Regions from separate parts of the Xenopus tropicalis genome. Here region 2 is linked to region 1. The links are chromatin contacts, called in public Hi-C maps. All regions are on one chromosome and are shown on one strand. Each heading gives the region's core, a stretch centred on a gene start, on an enhancer-like site or on the middle of the called end of the contact. The rest is flanking DNA. Distances are from core to core; before and after follow the strand shown.

Region 1 (7,734 bases), core at 2,238-4,737:
ACTCCTTTGTAATAATAAATTAGCTGTTTTTTAAAGGTGGCATGTGTTCTTTATGGTGAAGACCTAAAAGTCCCTGGGCATTTACAAATCAGCTCTACTTTCCATAACAAAACAACAGCTGTTATACTACAGTAAAAAAGGCATATCGAAAAACTTTTTTTAATTTCATTTTTATAATTGCTATTGAAAACAGTGCCATTCTGTTCTATTCTCTGTATTTGAATTTTAAACAATGTAAAAAGAATAAGGTCTCTTTCAGGTCTTTTTATATTAGTTTTAATAATTTGGCTTGCAATATTGTTTCAGGAGTCAGAGCCAGAAGTGCAGAGAATATAAATATTTAGATACTCCTTTTAACAGCAATGACCTTTTTTTTTTTTAAAAAACTCCAAAACCACTTTTAAAGTATAATTAATATCCATACTGGGCAGTTGCTTTGAATGACATTGTACAAACTACATTTGTGGAGGGACCCTTTAAAAAGGAAAGTCTTAGCTTAAAGAAGTCAGCCTGCAAAGATAATGATAGCAGAAATGTACTTTTTATTTCCCATATAACAATAAAAGTGGAACAACTATGCAATCAGGTCCCTTCATGAGGACATATGTTAAAACTACAATATATAATTAAGTGCCATCAAAACCACTCTGAAGGACTAAATCTACCACCACAGAAAAAGTCAAGGATTACAAAGACTAGCATCAAAGGCAACAGATCAAAGCTAACCAGAACTGATCACCTGAGGAATTAATGGCTGACAGAGAAAAAAGCATCTGAATAAGTACAGGAGACAACTTCAATAAGGAAAATAAATAAATTAGCCACACAAACTCGGGAAATACTGTTAAGTCCCAGGCAACAATTCTACAACTGGGCACTTCCTGACATTTGACCTCTTGATTGTAATCTGCAATTTGTAGAAAATCCCTCTGCGCTATTTTTAAAATGAAATCTACATGATTACAGAGCCTACGGCTTCACCTCTCCCATTCCATGCTTGCCTTTCAGAAATATTGGAGGGGGGGGGGAGACCTTTAGATTAAAAGGCAAAGAGACTGAAGGAAGACCTTGGGCTGCTGAACTATTTCAAAATACATACACTTCATACATACTTTTGCTTTAACATTTAAAATAATTAAAAATTATAAACAGGATTTCAAAGAGGTAAATTGAATGGTGTTGGTCTAATGATCCAGAAGAACAGAGCATTTGCGAAAAATTACCATTTAACTTTTTTCTGTATGACAAAACAGGCTTTTTTTAGTAGGTCACATACACAAGTTATAAGCAGTCTGGACAAATATCTGAAAGGAATGCAAGCGTAACAACAATTGCACAGATCTTATTGTTCTAAGACAGTTGTCCATCATGGCTGCATATTACGGATCAGACATATATAACTAGACCACAAAGTCACACAAACTACATTCTGGCAGAAATAAACCATGTGATGGGGAAGTCCAACTCAAAGTGGAGAGTCCCTGGAATAAAGCACATGAAGGCTAGCCTTCTGATGTAGTAAGCAGCCGGTGTCATAATCCCAGATATTTAATCAACACATGCAAAAACATTCAAACACCATCTCTGCTTTGATGACTTTTTAAGCAATATTTTAAGCCTTTTTTCCCTTATAATACAGTCTAGAGGAAAACACAGCAAACTATGAAAGATACATAGTATAACCAGTTTAATCATCTAACACTTGCCTTGCAATTAGGGATTTACGAGTGCAAAAATAGCATCTCCAGAGCGATGTACTAGTATGCTTTGCACAGGCGGTTCAGATCAGCAGCTTACTGATAACATAAATCTGTTGCTCTGTACCATGGATGTCGGAATGACTGTTTTAGTATTACAATACCTGCAACCTCTAAGAGCCAGTGCTGAAAGGAGGGCCACAGGTTGGATATCCCTGCTCAGTAACATAAATAAATCCATGTAAACGGCAAAGCGTAGAGCACATAGATACCAACACTCCCAAATCACAAAGGACAGCTCCACGACAAACTGCCTAAATGCAGGAAAATGAATTTTCATGCTTACCTTAATGCAAATTTAGGTGGCAGTTCTCCCTCTATGCCATTTAGCAAATTTTGCTTTTTAAACAGAACTGAACTACGATTTCTAAATGAGATTTGTCATATATGGCAGGTGGCACACACACTATGCCCACTTACAGCGAGCCCCATATGGCACATCAGCCAACTGTCCCTGGAAATGAATTTCAGATACTGGCAAGTATGAAGTGACAGCTTGCAAGGTGCAGGAAGGTGCTGTGAGCTTGCACTGCCTGTCACCATCCTGGCTCATAGACTCATCTGCCTTTGTCAGATGGAAGCAGACAGACTAATCCAGCTCTTGCATCTTTGTTACCATTCAGTAGAAGGGGGGGGGGGTCCATCAGGGTGCAAAATCAAGAAGCCTGCTCCCCTCAAACCTCTTTACTGAGGGAAGTCAAGGTCACAGCAGGGCAGAGACACATTAAGTACCGGATGCCAAGAAATGAAACTGGTGGCACCCACAAGGCATATCCCTTTGTTACCCACTCACATAAAATGACGTCCTCCCTAGGGCCGGTGCCAATCCAGCAGGAGCCAAGAGCTGCCCTGTAATCCTGTCCCTGCAGGCTGGAGATTGGTGCAGAGCTAGCTTTCTCTCTCACAAACCAAGAGAGCCATGAAGCAGAGCTCTTTCACCTGCGGCTCCGCAAGCTAATTACAACCCCCGCGAATGAATGCTCAGAGCCACGGTTCTGCCACAGGTGGAAGGGCTGGAGTGCAAAGGGCAGAGCAGCAGGGCACCTGCCCAGAAGCACAAGGGCAGAAAAATATGGAGGAGACCTAGCGGCCACTGGCTCCGTTAGGTGCCGCTTACCTGAGTTGGGCGGTGCAGACGGAGAAGCAGGACTGGCTCCCCTCACAGCATGGTCTTCCCCTCCCCGGCCCCTGGGTGCTTGACTTGCAGGCGGCAGTTGGTGGCAGTGGCCGGGAGCTGCGAGTGAAGCCGGAGCGATGGGGGGGGTGGGGGCGCAGAGGGAGGGGACAGGGGAGTGGTGATCAAGGAGATGAGGAGGAGGAGGGGAAGCCCCGGTGATAAGGGACCTGACTGAAACCAAAAGGGAGAATTGGTACAATCCCAGTGGCCTCCCTCCAGAGCGGGACTAGGCAGCCATCCGAGCAGCAGCAGCAGCAGGAGGCAGTTTAGAATCCGTGGAACAAAATCGCCAAGATGAAGAAAAGAGCGTGCGGCTGCCGATATGCACTCACTCATGCGCCTCACACACTAAGCACCCAACTCACCCCCGCACCCATACTAAGAACAGGCAGCCGAGAAAGGGAACTCCTCTGGGACCCGGCTGGCAATGTCACTGCGCTGGGAGGAGCGTGCGGGAGGAGGGGATGCCCAATGAGTACGGTGCCCTCTTGCTTATTTAATTTCTATTCCTCGCCCCTGCTTATTTTATTCATTTCTTTATTTCAGCCCACTACCTCAATCTCCTCCCAACGGATCTGCCTACTCCTCCCCTCACCGATATGCCCCCGGGCGTCACGTGATTCGGGTCGACGCTTAGCGGGCACTCGCTCACCGGGTTGTGACGTTTCCGTCCTCTTCAGCGTCTCCGCTTGGACATTGGTTCGCGCCCTGGACCAAGCTTAGGAGGTGCGCGCATACCCGGCCTTCTTCCTAAGCCTCGCCCACCCAGGCAATTCCTCTTGCCTAATTGGCTCTGACGTACTTCTTTCCATGACGTCGCACTGGACATTGTATATATAAATAGGCGAGGGTTCCGCTTTATGAGCTCTGTGATTGTTGGTGTCAGGCGGTGTTTTGGCAGGTGTCGAGTCACTCGCTATTGCGGCTGGTTTTGTTGGGATTTTAATTTGCGGCAACAACTGTTGCTTTAGTATGAGGGCGCAAACTGCGCAGTTTGCTATTCATGTTTGGAGAAGTACGGGGAATTTGTCAGTACGATTGTGTCTCCAGTTTTGTGTTTCAGTGAGTGCCAAACGCTTAGCAAGTGGGGCTGAGCGTAAAGCTGTAGAGGATATATATATATATATCCTCTACATAACTCCTCTATATGTAGAGGAGTTATAACCTGTGTAGCAAGCGTGTAGAGGATGTTGTGTTAATAAAATAAATCTATAGAAGAAGTAGAACCTGTTATATTAGGGGACCCAGTAGAAATAGGGGACTAACTAATGAGAAGTTTCATGTCTTATTTATTTCCCTGTGGACCTAGGTATCTTCTAGTAGTTACGTCACTGCTTGTAATGATTCACTATGTATTATTTATTTTAGCTCTGCAACTCCTGTGGAATGAGATCTCTGTCCTGTAGAGCTAACAATCTAAGTAGGGGGTTAGTAAATTACTGTAGACACTGTTATGTTTGCATGTTTCCTAGTAGAAATTTGTAAGCACTGCTGTTGTGCTGCAGTCCTTACACATTTGAGATTCAAGGTATATGAATATGAACACATTCTGTTGTGTGCACCCCATTTAAAATAAGGACTTTGTGATTTGTTGGGTTATATTTCCTAGTATACAAAGGCCTGCCTTCTTTCTCCTGCATATGTAATAATAATATTAAACTCTTCTATCTTGTTATGCCTACTGTTGTGCTGAACAGAAAACTAAAATACTGAATGAAACAAAGAAGGATAGTTAAATTACAAATGCTTGAAGAAGATAAGTTAATGGCCAAGAGACAAACCTATCACCTGAGCACGTGGAGTAATCCCAACTAATACCAAAGCTATTTTTAAAGAAGATATCTGACAGATTATTATCTTCTCTTATTTATATAGCACCCATATGTTTTGTATTGCTTCACAGATTTTACATTATACACGTCGATCCCTGCCCCCTTGTCCCTATCAGATTGATACTCATTTTAGTTACCTTTATTAGGAGCCAGGTAACTGGAGTACTCAAAGGAAACCCACAAAAGTATGAGATAGGAGGGCAGAAAGGAGAATGTAATATATTTCCAATTTATTTTTGTCCTTTTTTTCATCATGTTATAAATCAATTTTTGTAACAACCGATTTTGTGCTTGACATTATCCTAAGGTGTAAAATATATATGCAAAAACATACTAGTTATAGTTCAGTTTATAGAAAAATATATGCAGTGTATACTGAATGCATGTGCTTGGGGGGAAAAAAAGGTGGAATGACTTTATATCTATGAGCTAAAAAGCTTATTAGAAACCATGCTTTGTATACTAATATAATCTTTTAATTCTTTATTGTAATGTTCTGGATTGGTGCATAACTACTTTGCAAAAAACAATTGAGGAGAAACATAATGTTCCATAGAGTGCAAATTCCTCAAAGAAAATTTGTTTCCCAAGAATGTTACCTTCTCCTTAACCCTAAATAAAATCAGATACCTAAATATAGAGAGGAGCAGACCCAACATCTGTTTGGGGATCACATGGCCATAAGTGTACATACATCTGATTGATGTATGAATTTAATTTAGAGGTGTGTAAGAATTTCCCCAAGATTTAGAGGTCCTGAAGATGTTTTTGGGTGTGTACTCAATATCTGGTTACATCACTGAATATAGTTTTAAATATGATGTTGTTATACTTCATGAAAACATGAAAAATGGTCAGGCATCTGGTGTTTCTCAGTATGTTATATTTTTGATAATCCCTTAGCTCAGTGCTGTCCAACTTCTGCGGTGCCGAGGGCCGGAGTTTCTCTAGCATACATGGTGGAGGGCCGCTAATGGAAGACAGTTTTGACCACTCCCCCTTTTGAAACCACACCCACTTTAAACCACACCTATTTTATCACAATGGTGGTAGCACAGCAAAATCCCAAATGCTTGGCCCTTACTGTGGGGATATCAACCGTCATTCATATGTGAAAGAATTATATTATGTCATATTAAGATATACCCTTAAATTCCATATGCCTCCTCCCCTGTGAATAGCACAGCAAAGCCCAGTACATAATTACACACCTTAGGGACCATTGAATGGCTATTTCCAACTGCTATCAAACTCCCACAACAAACACCTGCCAGGTTCACCTCCCACAAGCAGCATAGGGCAAGCAGAGTATGGCAGACACAGGCAGCATAGGGCAGGCAGAGTATGGCACACACAGGCAGCACTCTGCCTGTCCTATGCTGTCTGTGTGTGCCATACTCTGCCTGCCCTACCCTGCCTGTGTGTGCCATACTCTGCCTGCCCTACCCTGCCTGTGTGTGCCATACTCCACCTGCCCTATGCTGGCTGTGTGTGCCATACTCTGCCTTCCCTTAGCTGCCTGTGTGTGCGCCATACTCTGCCTGCCCTACCCTGCCTGTGTGTACCATACCCTCGCTGCCCTATGCTCCCTGTGTGTGCCATACTCTGCCTACCCTATGCTCCCTGTGTGTGCCATACACACAGGCAGCATAGTCCAGGCAGTACCTACATAGGTACCTACAGTACCTATGTCTGAGGTGTGAACAATGGGGGTGATTACAGCCTGAGCCTGGGGTGTGAACACTGCAGGGGTTGAACAATGCAGGTATTAAAAGATGTGAACAACACAGGGGATTACATTTTTAAACAATACAGGAGGATTACAGCCTGAATCTGAGGTGAGAACCATGCAGGGGGCCAGTTAATCTCAGTACTGATACCATTTAAAGCTTCCACAAAGGTAAGCCATCAAAGCAGCCAGATAGGTGGGGGGCCACACAGAGGGTGGTCGCAGGCCGCCAGTTGGACAGCACTGCCTTAGATGATCGTTTCCACAGAAAACAACACTACCATTTAGACTGGATACACAAATAACAAATATATATAAATTGTATATATAAGCCTCATACATATTATACACACTTAATGCTTTAGAAACAAATCCAACAGTTCAGCCTTTTTTCAAGATAAAGTGCAGTACAATGCTCTCCCCCTGTGGACCGTAAATGGTTGGAAGACCTAATTTCTGGTATTTCATGACCGAATCAACGTGACATCTACAACTAATATGGAAACAAAACAAAATGCAAAAGTGACAGGATTTGCATGAAAAATACCTCAAAGATTAATATTGATTTTGAATAAAATGTAAAATAAGTGCAAAAAAAATTAACATGAAATGTATAGTATGCCCCTGGTGGTAAACTATGTATATTTAGATAAAGGAAAGGTTAAAATAATATTGATTTACAATGTCACCACCTTTGTAGATAGGCCTTAAAGAATGTTTTACGTTTATTTTGTTGGGATACAGTAGCATGGTACTCTTTTAGCCAGTACCTCTGGAGGGGGTGATAGGGGCCTTCTAAGGGGAAATATATTCAAAGTACAGTTCACACAGCTCTAGGAAACATTAGCAAACAGGTCTTTGCTGTAGTAAAGCTTGTTCTTTACTTAGATTGTAAGCTCTGTGGAGCAGGGGACTCCTTGTTTTTTAACACAAAATTTTCAATGTAATTGTATATTTTTATTGTTTTACTTTAAGTATTGTATTGGTCCGCATCTGTTCTATGAAAACATATACTTACACACATTAGCATATTAGATTGTACCAATAATTGGGGCAGGGCATTCAGTGAATGATGAATTCCATATAACCTTGTAAAATATTGACTGTAATCACACAAAACTGCAATAAAGGGAATGCCTTTATAACATGTAGTTTTTGCTTACCTGTTATCCTTCTTATTCAAACCTTTTTTTATGTAAATTTTGCTTGTAGTATATAACACCAATCTGAACAATTTAA
Region 2 (7,734 bases), core at 2,547-5,046, 150 kb after region 1:
GCAACTTTCGTAATGGATACGAAAAACTCGCGTTTTTACGCAAAAATCGTATTGGTAACGAAAAATTCGTAAAGAATCCGAAAAAATCGCAAAACATACGAAAAAGTCGCAAAATGTTCGTTTTCAAGTCGGAACTTTTCCAATTCGGGTCGGATTCGTGGGTTAGTAAATCAGCCCCTATGTAATTATTTTTTGGACTGAGTAGTATTTTGCCCCCCCCCCCCTTTGTCTTTGTGCAAAATTCATATATTTCACTTTAAAATTGGGAGTGAAAGTAAAAGTCTTAGGTAAAGAGGATATTTTTCTCTTTATGGAAGAAATATAAAGCTAAGAAATTACTGTGACAAATTTGAAATGGTTATAGAATCTGCAATGCATTATACTTACACAGGCAGCACACAGTATGAAGAGATTCACATTAAAATGAAGCCTGGAGAAGGATAATTCTGGCAGATGCTCCAAAACAAGATTGCATTAGAGTCTCTGGAGAAGGTAGTGGCGGTATTAAAAATATGAAATGAGAGAATGCATGATGAGGTTTGTGGCTGATTGATTAGGGTAGGTGTAGAAGTTGATAGATGAACAGTCTGGAGACTATTTTAATATACTGACCAAACAACATCAATGTAAAAAGAAAAGTACAGGCAGTTTTCTCTCCACCTCTGCATCGATGCGTCACATTTTAGAAGAAAACGTTGCCTACAGAAGATTTAAAGGAAAGAGATATAGTTATAGAATTGTTGCTAAAAGTTTAATGGTATATTAAAGGGGTGGTTCGCCTTTGAGTTTACTTAGTATGTTATAGAACAGCAGGTTCTAAGCAACGTTTTATTTGGTCTTCATTATTTTTTTTATAGTCTTTTAATTAGGTGCCTTCTTCTTCTTCAAATTGTCTCAAAGGTATGAATCCCCTTTAAAATGTGTAATTAAATTGGTCAAAGATAGGGGTAAAGAAACAAATTGCTCATTTAAAGGGACTTGTACAAACTGGGGAAATGCACAGGTAAACTACAGAAAGTCTTGGGATTGTAAACTAATGGTGATGAGCGAATCTGTCCCGTTTCGCTGAAACATTTACGAAACGGCAGAAAATTCTCGAAATGCATTTGTCGCACAAATTGTTTGTCATGCGCGTCTTTTTTTTTTGCAGCACAGCTGATATTCCATGGGAACCACAGAGTAATAGGCTATATGCAAACTGTTTGAAATTCATTTGAATATTCTAAAAATCTAGTCCAAGAAGATATGAGACCCAGAAATATAATTATAATAGGAAGCATTACCTCACAAACGCTCTCCCAGGGGGATGTCGAACTTGACATTCGCTTTTGTGGCTTAATCAGTAAGGGACATTGCTCTCATTTTTACTGACTTTGATAGAAGGATTAAACCCAGTGACAAAGTCACCCATCTGTCCTAGCCCGAAGGGTATAATTACGTGTGGCAATTTCTCAGCAAAGGTTCTTAGGAAAAACCTTGGTGACAAAGAGAATTTTCACAAATGGCTTCATATTATTTTAAATGGAAATTGCCCAGGAGTATAACAAACTGGCACAATTCCCATTTATAATTGTGGGAAGTCAACAAGGACAACTGTGTGCAATGACTTTGGTGATAAAAGTCATAGAGACAGAACACTGATATATCTCTTTGACATTATTCTAAACCAGAAAAAAGGGAGTCCAATGCAGCTGGGATAACAGTGGTGAAGAGGTGCCAGTTGTGAGGTATGCAGACTATAAATAGAAGATGTAGCATCAGTCTTTGACAAGGCCAAGAGTTTCGTTACACCCTTGAACATTGGACATTATGTCAGAGGATGTTATACATGCAATTAAAAGCCTTCTGAAATGTGAAAGGCATGTGAATACGTTCTCTTTTCAGGAGACTTCAATAATGAATTTTTTGCATTCTGAAGGACTCTTTATCTCCTTTTAGACTTTTTCACCCTAACCAGGTTGGTTTTTCTAGGGCTGAGAGGATGCTATAGTTTGCCCTAAGAACAGTTGCAAAGGGGTCGATTAGCAGAATAAATACATACTTGCCTCTGCCAAACTGCAAATGATTCGCAATAAATAGATACATAAAACAGATAAAATACCTACAAACATGTACGTTATTGTAATCATTTTTGCAAATATTTAAAAGCAGATATCTAAAAATACAAATTTTCGAGAAAACATAAAATTCTCAGATGCGCATTAATATCTAAAACAACACAAGGCTCAAAAACTTGATCGCTTAAAAAGGTAAAAAGTCAACTTGAGCACAGTGACATCATATTCTACCCATTATATGAATCAGTTTGACAAATTTCAAATCAAACTTGAGAACTCGATTTGAAAAAAAGCTCCGGTATTTTAAGTACAAGTCCCATTGACTTCTGCAGGTACTTGTCAGCTTTTGAGTGATGAATTCTGTTATTTAGGTTTTAAAGTTTTTTGTTCTTAATAAATATGTATTTTTGCTGTGAACATCTTGAATTGCATTAAAAATGTGAATTTAAATCTGACTCGTAGAGAAATTGTACATTTTGTAAGTGTGGCTGAGAAAAAAATGGAAAGAGAATTAGGAGCAGATTTAGTAAAACTTTGAACAAACTCATTTCCATGAATGTCTGACATTTACTAAAAAGTCTGAACTAAAAAAAGTCTGTGTGGGAAAAAGTCACAGAAAAGTCTTGTCACACTGAATCCTCCTAAGTCTAAAGGCATTCTTTTTAAGTACTTACTGCATATCTAAATTCCCAGAACCCTGCTTGCTTCTCTGAGATATGGTGCTGGCAGCCTACAGCAGTGTGAAGACTCCAGTAACATCAGTGAAATCTCTCTCCCCTTCCTGTGGAATGCCATTCCTATTCTCTGAGCATGTGTGTAACTTGATCCTGTCTCCTGTTCTGAGCTACACATGCCCACCAGCCAATCAGAAGCGGATCTGGCAGAGGGGAGGGGGGAGGGAATGAAACACATGTGCAGTATGAAGCAAGGAGGGAAAGGAAGGGAGAATACCTTTTTAGAGATGGCTGCCTGTTCTAGAAAATGTGAAGTAAGTGTGACTGAGTAAATATTTGATTAGGTGAGCCAAAAGTGTGGCTTTTTTACTAAACAATAGGAGGACTATTGGGCAGTATGATTTTTAAATTTTGACTTGCATTCTCCTTTAAAAAAGATGTAATGGGTAGAACTGACTCTACAGAACAAGGTAATTTTGAAGTTTTATAGTCTGCTGCCAGGAATCTGTGGTGAATCTGATGACTGTGCATATCACGAGGAGCTTCAGGCGCAAAGCACATTATGATGGGTAAGGTTGTTTGTAATGGTATAGAGATGAGTTTAAGATACTGCTGTATAAATGGTATGTGAAGTTTTTGTGGTCGCTGAATGTGATGGATGTTATTTTAATGTGGTTGCATGATAGATTTGAATGTTAAAATGGAAACACTTAAAAGAGCAGAGGGAAATGAAGTTGATAGCATGGCTAGCCAAGTTAGAAAGAAGCTTTTACTGTATCTGTTAATGTTACAACATGCCATTTGGTGTCAGAATAACTTGATTCTAAGCATTCGTCACTATATTTTTGTTGTCAGAAGATCTACTCTGTTATTCAGTGTTTGTGCTCTGAATCCTCACGGCTGCAATTAGTCCTGACTTCCTCTCCCTAGATCCTAGCAAACATATGCTTGTACATGTCTCTCTTTATAGACATTAACATTTTTGGCTCAGTTTTACAGGTATTACCCTGGGTGTAATATTCACCTCCTACGCTTGGAAGCACAGCATCACCCTGTGGATCTGTCTCATAATACACCTCTGCCTAACAGTTTCTCTAGCATGTATAATTAGAACGCTCTTAACTTCAAGGTCAGGAAATCCATATGACCAACAGGCATTAACCTATTAACTCCTTTGCAATTCAGCGCAAACAGAACAATTTATTTACAGAAGTGAAAAGGTTGAACGTATAAGATCTCAAGATCTCTCCAGCCTTTCTGGAGAGAGTTTTGTTTTTCAAGTGAGTTTATTTCTAAATATGTGCCATTATTTTAGGTTTGTAATTATGGAGTGTGCATTTTGTACTCACAAAAGAAGAGAGAATCTGCAGTTAGGCACAAAGGGTGCAAGTGGTTTGTTAGTTAACAAACATACTTTGAAGTTGTTTTTCATTGCTTTTACTTCTGTTAAGAGTAAGTACTGCAAGTAGTTATTGTTAGTCACTCTATTTTTTTTACTTCTTTTATCTGGCTTTGTTATTCATTCTTTTATTGTGGTAAGTATTGACACAACAGCCATTGATTTAATTGTGTCATTAGGAACGTTTCATGCCTCAAGCCATACTACATGCCACAGCTATGAATGCAGTTTCAAAATACAGTATTGAACTACTTCAAAAGACAAAGTGCTGAAGAAAACCTCTTAAATTTTGTTCAAGCTTTTGGAAAAGATGCAGGTTTGGAATGTCTCATAAAATAAAATGAGTGGCTCGATACAATGCAGTGGTGTCATAGTAACTCACTTGCACTTGATATATTGAATGGTTTCTATAGACTTTAATAAGCAAGCTTTCCATGTGCAAACTTTTGGTACAGGTTTCAGTAACAATCATTTCCTTCTTGCTATCTTCAAGTCTTGGTGATAACAGTGAATTTAAAAAAAAGAAACCATGCTTATTTCAAAGTGTAAGTAACATGTTTGTGAATTGCTATTAGCCTGGAAAGAAAGGGTTTTCAGTGCAAATACAATGTTTTATATACTGTGGCTAAGTTATATCTAGGTACTCATGTGCCAAATAACCAGAACCAGGGCTAAAAATATATATTTCAAGGTGTCCAAGGCCAAGCCAGAGGGGCTGCTGTAAGATGCCAAAGATAGACAGACACTATTTATTAGGCTGCTGGGGGGCTGTTTGGGTCTCTGTGTACCAAATGTCAGGGCCTAATTTGAATACCAGTCAGATACCAAATGGTCAGATATAAGTGGAGCAGAGCAAAGGATCATGATTCAAATTGTAACCTGGATGTGTTAAAAGGTTTTTTTAAATGTGTTCCTCTTGAGGTTGGACGAATAAAAACATTCAGTTAATTTTGTAATTTTACACAATGCTAAAAATGACTGAAGATTGTTTTAGCACAGTCCTGTGCCATGGATGAGGTGGACAAGGCTTATCAGTAAGTGGGTTGGGTTTTTTTTTAGTATTTTTTTAGAGTAACTGGGTGGGGCAGGTCAGTTAGGAGGTAACTAATAACTTAACTGTAACATATATATATATATTATATATATACTGTATATATATAACTTCAGAAGAAAGGTGCCTCTCTCACAGGTTTTAAGAAAAGCAAAAAGGTTTTATTTAGGTCAAATGTTTTGGCTGCCTCCACAAGTGCGGCACCTTTCTTCTGAATTTTTACGATGCTACAGTTGGACTTCACCCAGGCATAATTACTGACTTTTTACGTGAGTACCTGCTTTCACGTGTATTTATATATACAGTATATGAAAAATAAATACATTCAGCTCAGAGGCTATATCATGGTGAATGGGTTCATCCTGTGTGTCTTGGTTCCCTGTCAATGTGCTTACATCCCAGTGAAATAATCCACCTGAAAAGTCATTACCATTGGAACCAGTTGACAACCACAAAGAGGAGAGTCAAAGTAAAATCTGTCTTAACCTATATAGGTCAAATAAACATATATTTTTATTTGATTATGTCAGCATTGCATATGTGTAATAAAATCATTGCTGCCTATTAGGTGTTTTTTTATGTGTCTCCATTTAAATGAGTTAATCTGGTCACATTAACATAAATGAAGCCTAGGCAACACAAACTTTCTAACACTGCAGTCTCATGCACAAGAATTCCGACAGGCAACAGATATATGCATACAGATAAGTGCTCCAGTACACAAACACTGCACATAATTCAGTATAAGAAAGGAGCAGCTATTTGTATTACTCATCTTTTTACCATTTATTGTACCTCTGTGCTAAGGAGGCTACCTTTTCATCAAAAGTGTAAAAAAGTGTGGCATTAGCAATGTCCATTAGGAAGCCATGTGACCTGAGGGCAGTCATTTGCTGTTATAAGTCCCCAGGATGGGAGGGCCTAGATGGGGCAGGTAAGGCCCCAGGTTTGGCTCTGCCAGTCTCTCAGCAATTCAGTCCAAAGGTGGAAAAACATAATTATGACAGTGGATCAAAAATGTAGAAATGTAAAATAGCATTGAATTTATGTTTACAATAGCAAATTAGATAAATACATATAAAAAATAAATACTCACCATATCATTACTACTTAATGATACAAGACTCTTGAACTGCATGTGTTTCAACATATGGGCAAATATATTCCTAAATGACTCTGTTTGTCTTACAAATATTCCTAAAATGGTTCTAATTTGCTTTTCAGATTATAAGCTGACAAAACCTTGCAAAAGCACAGGGAACGTAACAGTTTGGAGCCGTGGCAGCTGATAATTACTATCTTTTGTTGAGTGCTCTATATAACCCAAGCATTGTGAGAAGTGAACTTGATTACAGTGCTCAGTGACTAGCACAATGTGATCATTTCACTTTGTTAGGTAAATAGTTCTTATTTTCTTTTCTTCTTCTGGCTTATCATAAGCATGCTTTGCAGATTTTGGATTCTCAAACTGTTTTATAATGTTCAGTCGGCGGTACAGTTAATAGGCTAAGACTAAACAAATCGAAAATATTAATAAGATTCTCAGTGTGGGGTTTTATTTAGCTGTCCCTCCCGTGGTGTTTCCTGAGTCACAGACACTGGAGACAAAACTGCTATTAAAATAAATATCCTTTTTTATTTTTTCCTTCTTTATTAAGAAAGAAATAATCCTTCTGACTAATGCAGACTGATGAAAACAGAAATAGTTGGCTTGGCATTGCCTTTTGCTGAAGTCTGTGGGAATATTTTTAAAAAGCACTCTAAAATGCTGTTAGCATGCTTTGTAATAGGCCTGTAAATTTCATTTCAGTTTCATGCAGATCATAAAATCCCTGTGCGACATATAGTTATAAAGCTTGGGGAAACCCGGCCTTTTAGCAGGTATGCCTACTTGGCAGTATCATGTTTTCATGAAAGTACCTTAACATTTTTAGTAATGACATTATTATGAATAGAAACGGAGTTATACTATGAATTAAAACAAACACACAGAACAATGAAGTACATTAGTACTTCACCATGACCAATGTCACCCTGACCAAAGCATTGGTCCTTTGCCCAGCTCTTGTTTTATATGAGGTGGAAAGTTCTCCTCAACCAATACATTTTTAAATGCCATAAAATCTTAGTTTAAGGGGACAGCCAAGAGTGCTCCTTCCACAAAAAAAAAATTAGCTTAGAGCAGGCTGGGGAAGAAACGTTGAGCGGTGGTGACATCATGGCACTTTCTGTCTTCTCCAGCTTGCTGCCAGAGATGCTGTGCTTGCTTCCAGAGAATGGGGGGACAGAAAATCTCCCTTCCACCCTTATGGTATACCAGTTGTTAAAGGTAACTCCTTCTCATGGATTATGGGCCAAAGTAGTGTTAAATGTCACTGCTAGGGAGGGGGGCGGTGGCTCATTGGAAACATCAAAAAGTTGGGGTAGGTTAGCAGCTGGTGGTAACCTCCTGGTGGTATATTGGGGGACCCCAGTGTGTGCAGGATTAACAATTTTTTTTCAGAAAGAAGGTAGTGGAGTCATGCATGATGGGGAGTGGGGTGGGTGGAGTTG

What was found. Hi-C and Micro-C count contacts between places; a contact is called where the count stands out from the background.
Region 2: a contact with region 1 is called in a Hi-C map of brain, with 4 times the contacts expected there. The contact joins the enhancer-like site here to the promoter of atp2b1 in region 1. A contact is called at or near these places in 2 of 5 Hi-C or Micro-C datasets (brain and tailbud embryo).

The regions. Positions count from the first base shown.
Region 1 is chr3:55,111,639-55,119,372 of UCB_Xtro_10.0, forward strand. It overlaps atp2b1 (ATPase, Ca++ transporting, plasma membrane 1), which reads right to left and starts at 3,488. Exons shown (of 21, transcript NM_001368122.1): 1 at 2,875-3,488.
Region 2 is chr3:55,259,780-55,267,513 of UCB_Xtro_10.0, forward strand. No RefSeq gene overlaps it. Among named protein-coding and RNA genes, the nearest start is that of atp2b1, 150 kb to the left of the region's middle. Within about 2 kb of position 3,797, at least 8 of the 11 cell types and tissues checked have an H3K27ac peak or open chromatin away from gene starts, as enhancers often do.